Linked DNA regions of Mus musculus: all the other regions are linked to region 2. A link is a contact called in public HiCAR-type and promoter capture Hi-C data. All regions are on one chromosome and are shown on one strand. Each heading gives the region's core, a stretch centred on a gene start, on an enhancer-like site or on the middle of the called end of the contact. The rest is flanking DNA. Distances are from core to core; before and after follow the strand shown. Region 1 holds the start of Cap1 (CAP, adenylate cyclase-associated protein 1 (yeast)). Region 2 holds the start of Rims3 (regulating synaptic membrane exocytosis 3). Region 3 holds the start of Pabpc4 (poly(A) binding protein, cytoplasmic 4).

Region 1 (3,524 bases), core at 534-3,033, 2.0 Mb after region 2:
AAACCCTTCAAAGTATCCCCATAGCTTCCAGGCTAAAATCCAAATTCTTTAGCATGCTTCCAAGGGCCTCCCTATTTGACTCCACAACCTCTCATTTTCTCCACTTCTCCAAGTAATACTGGAACCACAACACGGCTGACTAGTCACTTGGGTCTTTCTCATGCCTAGGTCTCTGCGCCTTTCCATCTAGTTCTGCCTAGAAATCCGTTTCCTAGGCTCATTATATGCCTAAGGAAATCTTGAAACACTAAGTCCCTCATTGTTGCCTAGAACTGTGGTTCAGATATTTCTCCTGTTCTCAGTAGCTCTGTGTTCACACAGTGCACACACTCAACCACCCTTGATTTGCCGGTTCCTCCCATACTGTACATATCACCAGAGAACAAGTGTATTCCTAGCCAGAAGGGCTAAGTGCCTAAGCTAAAATGTTTTCACACATACTGAGGTCCAATAAATGCTTGGCAGATGATGAACGTGCTGTTCTAACCCTGGATTTTCACTTCAAGGGAAAGCAGTACAAAGAGCTACAGCTGACAGTTCTGATACTAACTAACCTCTATCTAATATATTCTCTCTCTCTCTCTCTCTCTCTCTCTCTCTCTCTCTCACACACACACACACACACACACACACACACACCCTCTTGATCTTTCAAAACGCTTCTGACTCCCTTGCTGCGTCCTTCCACAGCACCCTCACCACATTTGTAACTATTTCTTAACTGTCTTTCACTGCTAACTCGATGGGGGCAATGACTAGACTTTTCAAAGCTGTATTCGATGACATTTTCCATGTTGCCAACACAGAATAAACACAGCGATCCTACGACCACAGGCACTTGGCAACTGTGCCAGACCCAACCTGAATCATCTGACTTCAGATCCAGAAGTGGACAGCACCTCCCATAAAGTTAGCTTGGATTGCGAGTGAACAGTGGCAGTCTAAGAGTAAGGGGAGCTCACTGAACGTAAACGCAGGGCTTACTAGCCTACCTTAAATTTAACAGGCATTCCAAATTTTTAACTTTTTTTTTTTTTTTAGTTCTACTACCAGATAGCCTTTAACCTGCAGCTGCCCAGATCGAAAGTTAGAGAGGTTCCAAGGAAAGGAAGGATCTAGGACTGGAAACCTCTCTCTAAAACCAGATTCTTTTCTTCTCCGAGATCAAGTTACCCATCCGAGTAATGGGAACAAGACCCGGTCAGGAGGAAATTCTAAGGTCTCCCAGGGTCCATTCAGTTGGTTAGGATGCCTTTAGGAATCAGGCCTCCGCGGAGGCTGATAGGCAGAGCTGCGAAATCAAGGAGAAAGTGGCTTCCCCAAGACCTCCTGGTTCAATCTGGTACCCCAGCCCCACCTCAAGAGACCGCACCCAGGAGCCCGGGATGGCCGAAGGGCCCAAACCCCGGCCTTTCAGCAAGACTCCTCAAACGCGCGTAGGCTAGCACAGCCTTTACTAACGGCCAGGACCCGGTGGGCCCCAAAGACCATCCCAATCCTTATCCAACCACCAACCCTCACCTTAAGAGTTCCGCCTCACCTCCGGACTGCGATCAGCCGCTCTCCACTTCCGGCAAGAACCGCCCAGCGGTCTTCGCGCGACCCACTTCCGGGCCCTCACTGGGCGCGGCACCCCCACCGGAAATGAACCACTGGCTGTAACGCTAGCCCGGGGGAGAGGAAGAAGTTTGGCCGCTCCGCTCGTGACTCCGCCCTCATTCCCCGCCACCGGAGAGAGAATCTGGCTTAGGAGCGTTTGGAAAAGGGCTCCGCCTCCAAGGGAGGTGGGGGAGGAAAACTCGGGGAAGGGGCGTGTCCACGGTTGGTCACGCCCCGAGGCCCAGACCAATAAGGAGCTGGAGTTCCTAACCAAGCCCCACCTCCTCAAAGGAAGACAGCTGAGTGGCTGCTTGTTTTGTCAATTTGTGCTCGGAGACTGAGGTCGTTACGTTTTTAGCCTCAGTCCGGAAGAGGTTCAGGGAACAACAGTGGGGCTAGAAGGCTCTGAGACCCAGTGTCTGGTGGTTGGGGGGACCGGGACCAAATTTCGCCCCTGGCTGGGCGTGCAAGCCTTGGTTTCCCTGTCTGTAGTACAGAAAAGCAATGGACTCGGTCGCGGAGGCTAATAGAGTAGGCTTTGAGCGTCTGGGCATGCTCGCCCTCGCTCGATTCCGAGGCTAGGGCTGGGAAGGTGGAGAAAATCTTCCACTCGCGCCCCACTTCCTGTTTGCTCTGTGCGTTTTGTGACCATAGATGGTCAGGTCCGTGGCTGTGCTTAAGCTTCCGCCTCAGGCTTCGGAGTTCTTCCTCCCACCCTGTAGGGTGTGGTCCCTGAAATGAAATGAGCAAAATTAAAGGAGATCTTGTCCCATTCCTTAAAAATCTTGCTTTTGAGGCTTCATCGCCCCAAGCTATGTATGCCCAGCTGGCTGCTAATGAGCCCGTGTGCGATTCAGAGCTGTAACTGCAGCCTGCAGGGCAGTCTTCGCCTCCCTGCTTCTTAGACGGGGGATCGCGTCTTTGTTTCCTCCGGACTTAACACTTTCCAACCGGTCATTATCCTCCCACAAAGATTTATTTCTAGAAAAAAAATTGGCGAGTGCTGTGCTATGGTTCCTACCCCTTCGACTGGATGACTGACAACTCCGCGTTCAAGTTGAATGCAGGTGTTATATGCCAGAGTCAATCATTCAACAAATACAGTTCATGTAATAATAGCTACCATTTACTGTGCGCTGACTACATGCCAGGCTTGTGCTGAGCGCTCAAACCATTTTCATTTAATCCTAATAGCAACTCTCTGCGGTAGGTACCATTACATCCTCGGAGCTTCAAATGAGGAAGCTGAATAACTTGCCAAGGTCACAAAGTAGATGTTGAAACTTTAAACAGAGCACGCATTTGACTGTCTTAGAACCAATGAATTTAATCATCCCCAGTGATAGATAGATCTGGGAACATTTGAGGCATTGGGTGCCTCTGGTTGTAGACGTAAGTTGTTCCATTCCTGACTCCGAGCCCTTTACTAGCGTCCCGACTTTGATCAAGGTGCTTTGGACAATTTACTGGCCTCCCCCAGTTTATGACTCCCAGTTTGTTTAAAACAGAAATGACAACATACCAAATTATGGCACAAAAATCATCCGTTTATAATATGTTCATTTCAGGGGCAGGTGTGGTAATGCTCACCTTTAGTTCCAGCACCCGGGAAGCAGAGGCAGGTTGATTTTGTGAGTTCAAGGCCAGCCTGGTCTACATAATGAGTTCCAGACACAGTGAGACCCTGCCTCAAACAAACAAATACATTTGGGCTGGAAAGATGACTCAACTGGAGAAAGACATCTGCTTCCAAATCCTGAGTTTGATTCCCCAACACCTACCTGACAGAAGGAGAGAAGACTTCAAAAAGTCATTCATGGTCCATGTGGGTTCAATCTCTCACACAACAAATAAAATTTTTGTTTTATTTTCTCTTGAGAAAACTTCTCATACCCTTGGCTACCCTAGAGCCAAGACCAGACTAG
Region 2 (3,603 bases), core at 1,092-3,591:
GAGAGGCGAGGAGAGAGAGGCAAGAGACTCCCCTCAGGCACTTTAACCCTCACAGTTCTGTGCTCTCCATCGGTCACCTCCCTCACTGTTCCAGATAACTCCCCCAGCCCTCCCAGTGCCCACTTTAATCTAATTCTTCTGCCTGCTCTGAAACAAGCAGCCTAGCACACAGACTCTGGTTTTAGGTCTAGATTAGACGGTAAGGACATTATCATTAATAAACAAATGCAATCACGAGTCTCAGCTGACACCTTGAGGGACCCAGCTTTCCACATCCCTGGGCCTCAGTTTACCATGTGGAGAAGGTATAGAATGGGGTGAGGGAAGCCCTTTAATTAGAGTCATTTATCTGGTTCTTTCCACCTTCCCACTCCTCATTTAAATTTTGCAAAATTAAGAACTTTCCAGCAGTAGCCGAGCCTGTGGTGCACACCTTTAATGCCAACCCTTGGAGAAAAAGGCAGGCAGATCTCCTGAGTCTGAGGCCAGCCTGGTCTACAGCGTTCCTTCCAGGGTAGCCAGGGCTACACAGAGAAACAAACAAACAATCCTTCCAGTCTGAAAGCAGAGCTGACCAGCCCTAAGCTCACTTAAACACAGCCAAGTTGGGACCAGGCAGGACTGTAGGACAGGAAACCTCAAGTCCTAAGCCACCAAGTCGTTTTAATTTTTTTTTAATTTTTTTAAAGGTTTGTTTGTTTGTTTGTCCATTTAATGTATGAGTGCTCTATCTGCATGTGCACCTGCATGTCAGAAGAGGGCATCAGATCTCATGGTTATGAGCCACCATGTGGTTGCAGGAAATTGAACTCAGAACCTCTAGAAGAGCAGCCAGTGCTCTTATCCGCTAAGCCATCTATCTCTCTAGAAGCCTAAACTGCTGGGTCTTAAGTCAGCACATCCATTTGAAGTCCATTCAGGCAGATGCCAAGCCTCGTGCAATGGTTTTTCTAGGTTGTCAACTTGACCTTATTGGGAATTAACTGAAACCCAAGTGGTATACCAATGAAGGAGTTTTCCCCCTTAATTAAATCATTTGAAATGGGAAGACCCACTTTTACCCTGGATCGTTTGAGGTTGAAAGATCCACTGTTGATGGAAGCAAAAAAAGCTTGCTCTCTTTGCATACTGGCCCTCACCCTCACTGGCAACCTCAGTCCGTCACTAACATTTGAACCCACTTCTTTGGCATTCCAGCAGATATTGAAGGCCATCTGGCCTTGTGGAGTGAATAACTCCTGAGTTCTTGGACTTTCCATTGTACAGCCATTGTTGGACAAGCCGGATCACATCCTGTAAGCCATTTTAATAAATCCCCTCCCACATGTGTGCGTGTACGTGTGTGTGTGCGTGTGTGTGTGTGTGTGTGTGTGCGTGTGTGTGTGTGTGTGTATGTGTTTCTTCTCTAAATTCTGTCCCTCTAGAGAACCAACAGTAATACAGGGTTCCCACTTGCAGTCCTATTGACACAGGGCCTGAGGACTCTTTGGTATCAGGACTGGCCAGCACAGTTCCAGGGTTGGTTCTTACTGGAAACCCCTCATAATTGCAGAAACTACGAGTAACTCAAGATATTGTGAAAAATCCCTTCAGGACAAAACTGTCCCCAGTTGAAAGGCACTGCCACAGGTGGCAAAGGAGCTAATATGGGTCATAGGCCCCTTACCTGAAGTCTGAAAGTATATTGGAAGTTCCTTTTTTTTAAACAAAGGACTTACTTTCACTTCGTGTGTGTATGTGCACACATGTGCTGGAGCCTTCAGGTGCCAGAAGAGGGCATCAGATTCCTTGGAGCTGAAGTAACAGTTGTCTGACTTGGGTGTTGGGAACTGAACTCTGATCTTCAAAAGCAGCACTCTTTTGTGACTCCTGATCTCTCTCTCTCTCTCTCTCTCTCTCTCTCCCTCCCTCTTTCCAGAAAATCTTTTACAGCAGGCACTTGAGCAAGTCATTTCTCCTCCGAAAGTTTCCCCCCTTTTTTTGGTCTTTAAAATGGACTCTATGTTTGTAAGGTGTTTAGCCTTACTGCTCACCATCTGACATTCCTTGATCTTGTTCAGAATAGATGGAGGCACCTGGGAGGTGCCCCCAAGGACAAGGAAGTTTGAGAAGGAACAGATTGTGTAGAAGAGTGGACAGGCAGGGGACAGGAGGAGCATCTTAGGGACTTGAGCGGCCCCCAACCCCTGATTCTTAGAGGTTCACTTCTTCCAGGCCTACTCCTCAAGGATACACCTAGAAGATCCAGATTCCAGAGGCCACGCCCACCTTCGGGCCCCGCCCCATCTGGCCCCGCCCCATCCACTAATCCCTCCCACCAGCCCTAGGCCCCGCCCCTGCCAGGGCCCGCTTCCTCCCGCCAGCCGTGGCTTGGGCTTTGCACCCGGCGGCGACTGAGAACTGTGTGGCGACTGCGGAGCCAGCAGCGCAGGCGGGCGGAGCGGAGCTGTCCGGCCCGGTGGCGGGCGATGCCCCCGTGAGTCTCTGTCGCTGCCCCTCCCCGCCCCGCGTCCCTACCCCTTCGGAGTCCGCGCCCGCTCGGGGCCGGGCCGCGCCTACCGCCGGGTCCGCGGGGCGGGGTCCCGGGGCAGCACCTGCCTCGCCTTGCGGCGCCACTCCGCCAGCGGAATCCCGCTCCAGGCGTGGACCCCGGCCCCACCTCGGGGTAAGTCAGCAGGCCTTGCGCGCCTGCGAGTGGGCGTGGGGAGGGGGCTGCGGTCAGGGCAGGGGACCACGCCGGGAAGGGGGGTTCCGGCCGGCCGCCGAGCGCTACGTAGGGATGTATGCCAGATCTGGGGGGCGGGGGGGAGGGTTTGGGGGGGAGGCTCCGCGATGCGCACAACCTGGGATGACTGTGGGGCGGGGGCTGAGCCTGAGGAAACCTGGAAAATGGGGTAGGAACCCTAGAATCTGGAGTACTTTGCTGACGCTCAGGGTTTCACCTGGGGCCCTGATCTTCAACAGCATTGCTTCGCATGGCATTTTTGCAAAGTGCTTAAAATCCCTCCTGGAAAGGTAGCCTGCCTTTCTCCCTCCTGCCTGTACCCTGGTTGGGAAGCGGCCACTTTTTCCTTCCAACGTGACACCATTGTACCCAGAGAAACACTCCCCTTCTTAGTAAAAAGGAGAGAGGTGGTGCTCACGCAGCTTCAGGGTGAAAGAAGGGGCTTCTGGGAAGCTGGGAAAAAGTGGTCAGGGGCACGATGGGTCACCCAAGGCTTCAAGGAAGCTTGGCAAGACCCTTCATGGGCTATTCTGGCATCTTGTTCATTTGGGAGAATAGGTCTCCTTGGCTGGCTTCCTGGTTGCCTGGATCCCAGGCCCCCATTACCTCTGTACAACCCAACCTCAAGGAGTGGGTTTCCCCTCCTAGTATCTCAGAAGCGAATGAATGGTCCCTCTATAGCTCTTGTAGTCCCTGGCTAAGGTGGGAAATGTTGTAGCTAAGCCAGAGCAACAAGGGGCCCTAGCTAGCAGTGCCATCAGGGGCCTTCAGGGCTTGGGCCTGGGGGAATTGCTGTGTCCAACCCTGTCTCTAAGGGTGATATCTTGGAGAGAGATGGAAGGCAGCTGCTTTTCCTATTGCTCTGTTCTCTGCTGGTG
Region 3 (3,297 bases), core at 273-2,772, 2.4 Mb after region 2:
TTTTTTTTTTTTGGTTTTTCGAGACAGAGTTTCTCTGTATAGCCCTGGCTGTCCTGGAGCTCAGAAATCCACCTGCCTCTACCTCCCGAGTGCTGGGACTAAAGGCGTGCGCCACCACGCCCGGCTTTTTTTTTTTTTTTTTTAAAAGACCGGTCTCACTATGTAGCCCTGGCTGGCTTGGAACTTGCAATATCCATTTGGTTGGTCACAAATACTCAGGGGGGATCGGTCTCCCAAGTGCTGAGACTAAAGGTGTGAGTCACTACACCTAGCAAGGCTTCTTTATTTAATATAGTCACCAGAAATTATTCTCAGAGGTAAGGAGGGACTCTTACTTGTATACCATGGTAACCATGGCAACCATGGCATCTGCTGGGGGGGGAGCTCTGATTAGCCATTTATTGGAATGAATTGATTGATTAAATACTTATATTTCCTCAATTGTTTGCTTCAACCAGTAGACGAGTATCTGTCTAGCTTTTGCTAATTTCTGGTTTGAGTGAATATAAGGATAGAAAAAAAAATGGTCCCTGGCACTTATGGAGTAAGGAAATACTGCTATAACTCCACATATTTAGTCTCATGAGATAACATGATCTTCAAATGGTCAGTGAAACCTTCATTTGGGTAAAAAGTCAATGATTACCCTTCATCATCTAAGCGTAAACTCTTAACTAGCGTTTACATAGTAACAAAAACATTGTTTCACATGCACAGATGCATTCTCTTTGTGTTGTGCCATGAGTCGCCACGAGATGCCTTGTAAGGACATCACTAGAGATAGCTCCCTTATACAAGAACCATGAGCCCAAATACACCTTTCTTCTCCTCTTCTCCTTTTGCACAAACTAAGCTGTAGGCGTGCCACCAGAACAAAACAGGAGCGGACAGTCACGTTTTGTTTTATAAAAGCTTTGGCAAGATTTGTTCATCTTTTCAAAAACAGTCTCATCACCTAAGATACCACCACCATTTCTAATGACCTCCAAAATCCAACCTCAAGGTTATATGTTCTTAAAACTTTCGTATGTCTTACGTATTCAGCTCAACCATGTATTGGGCCACCTAGTAGCTGTACTTTAGCATCCCTTTGTGTAGATTTGGGCATTTCATGGATGTTTTAAACATTATACCTGCGTGTGGGTCTTGGGGAGGACATGACTCAATCCATACACTGCAGAAAGAGAATCATACAGGTGCGTGCTGCTGGTCCTCCAAACGCAAGGGGACGCTGTGACACCTTGCGGGCGGCTCCAGGTCACTCTGGTGTGACTGCCCCGCCTTGGGCCCCCGGGGCAGAGTGGGCGGGCACGACTGCGCCCAGGTCTCGAGGCGCCCTTCGACCAGCAGCGCCCGGGGCGGGAGGGTATAAATGGAGCGGTGGCGGCTCCAGCCGCCTCTCTCCGCCCCGGGTCGCAGCCATCAGTGTTGCGTTTGGGCTCAGCACGCCTGAAGCAGAAAAAAGAAAAAGCTTAAAAAAAACACAAAAGCCTCAAAAACCTTAAAAAAAAAAAAAAGAAAAGAAAAGAAGAGGAAAAAAAAAAGCAAAAGGGAAAAAAAGAAGAAAAAGAACCAGACAGCGACTTGTGCTGGGAGCCCGTGGGGAAGTGACTTTCACAGCTTCCGGCCTGCCTGTCCGTCAGCGTCTGTCTGTCCGTCCGGTGGTGAGCCATCCCCCTCGGCCCGGCCCGCCCCTGCACGCCTCTGCGCCGCGTGGCAGCCCCGCGCCCCGGCTGGCCGCACCACGTGTCCGCACTGCCCTTCGCCGGCACCCGCAAAGATTTGGTTTCCCCCTTCCTGGGCTGCTGTAACTGTAAACCGCCGGGAGTCCGGGGCCTATATTTATCACGAAACGCGTGTTCCCAAGGCGGCCGTGAGCGCAGCATCTGATTGCCTCTTGAAAATTTTTTGCCCCCTTTACGAGGGGATTTCCTACTTTAATTTTTATTTTTTAAGCCTCAAGCCAGGACAGCTGGAGAGTACAAACTCCAGGAGCGGGCCATATTGTTTTTGAGAGCCTTTTGTCTTGGGGCTTTTGCAGTCCCGTGCAAGTCGTCCCGCACACGGGTCCCGGCTCGGAGCCTCCCTGCTCCAGCCTTCTCCGGCGTCGCTGGTGCCACCTGTGCGCTGCGGCGCGTGCCATAGCTCCTCGGAGCCCCTTTTGTCCTGCAGTAGGCCTTGTTAGAAGTCCTCCTGGCGGGGCTCGGGGTCGTGGGGGGTGGGGAGATGAACGCTGCAGCCAGCAGCTACCCCATGGCCTCCTTATACGTGGGCGATTTGCACTCGGACGTCACCGAAGCCATGCTGTATGAAAAGTTTAGCCCTGCGGGGCCTGTGCTGTCCATCCGGGTCTGTCGCGATATGATCACCCGGCGCTCTCTGGGTTATGCCTACGTCAACTTCCAGCAGCCAGCTGACGGTGAGTAGTAGCGGTGTGCACACATTCGGGAGATTCCTGGGGACCTTGGGAATCCTGAAGGCGGAGGCCAAACTGCCAGGACCGGGGAACATAACAGCATGTTGCCTGAGAAGCCTTGGGTGGAAGCAAAATGAGCCAGGCATGTGGTCATGACCCTGGCTTCAGTCTCCCACCACTTGCTAACCTGATGACCTTGGGCTACTGGGTGGGGGTGGGGTAGAGCAGGGGTTGGAACCCAAGGAGATTTGTGTAATTCGGGATCCGAATAAAGGGACTTGGGTATTCTAGTGTGTCTAGCCCCACTCAGGTAGAAGTGGGTCTGGCACTCAGTGCATTGAAATGACACCTGAAAGTGTAGGTTGCAAAACTGGGGGCTCTAACCTGAACTGACTGACTTGGGATGGCTTTAGGGCAGTGGAAAGCAAGGAGAGCAGTTTCATCCAGTTGCCTTGAGGGGAGTTGCTAGTGTCAAGCTGTTTCTACCAGGCTCTCTTTTGGGGACTTGCTCAACTGCATGGAGCTCGAAGGATGTAGAGGAGTGTACCCAGGAAGTCTAGGAAGGTGTCACATGGAATGTACTGGGCAGTTTTGCCTCACTTGTGCTGCCTCAAGTTGGGCTGCCAGGGAATGTTCTGCCATCCTGGTTGCACTGGAGGCTGCAGGCAAGCCACAAAATAAGCCCAGAAACGCAATCGGGGGCTGTAAACTACTCCACATTAAAAGGGACCAAGTGGAGCTGGGCAGTGGTGGCGCACACCTTTAATCCCAGCACTTGGGTGGCAGAGGCAGGCTGATTTCTGAGTTCAAGGCCAGCCTGGTCTACAGAGTGAGTTCCAGGACAGCCAGGGCTATACAGAGAAATCCTGGGGCAGGGGCAG

Evidence for each region. Promoter capture Hi-C pulls out the DNA fragments that hold promoters and counts their contacts. HiCAR-type assays count read pairs that join an accessible place to other places.
Region 1: a contact with region 2 is called in a HiCAR-type map of astrocytes, with 4 times the contacts expected there. The contact joins the promoter of Cap1 here to the promoter of Rims3 in region 2. A contact is called at or near these places in 4 of 39 promoter capture datasets (cranial neural crest, frontonasal cranial neural crest, hippocampal neurons and 1 more), 4 of 115 datasets of contacts at active chromatin or transcription factors (astrocytes, embryonic stem cells and pro-B cells) and 1 of 9 other capture datasets (embryonic stem cells).
Region 3: a promoter capture Hi-C map of hippocampal neurons shows a contact between it and region 2, with 2.2 times the contacts expected there. The contact joins the promoter of Pabpc4 here to the promoter of Rims3 in region 2. A contact is called at or near these places in 3 of 39 promoter capture datasets (cranial neural crest, hippocampal neurons and liver).

Annotation. Positions count from the first base shown.
Region 1 is chr4:122,884,293-122,887,816 of GRCm38.p6, forward strand. Cap1 (CAP, adenylate cyclase-associated protein 1 (yeast)) reads right to left here and starts at 1,784. Exons shown (of 13, transcript NM_001358035.1): 1 at 1,522-1,784.
Region 2 is chr4:120,852,458-120,856,060 of GRCm38.p6, forward strand. Rims3 (regulating synaptic membrane exocytosis 3) reads left to right here and starts at 2,342. Exons shown (of 8, transcript NM_182929.3): 1 at 2,342-2,665.
Region 3 is chr4:123,281,389-123,284,685 of GRCm38.p6, forward strand. It overlaps Pabpc4 (poly(A) binding protein, cytoplasmic 4), which reads left to right and starts at 1,523. Exons shown (of 15, transcript NM_130881.3): 1 at 1,523-2,419. The coding sequence starts at 2,227.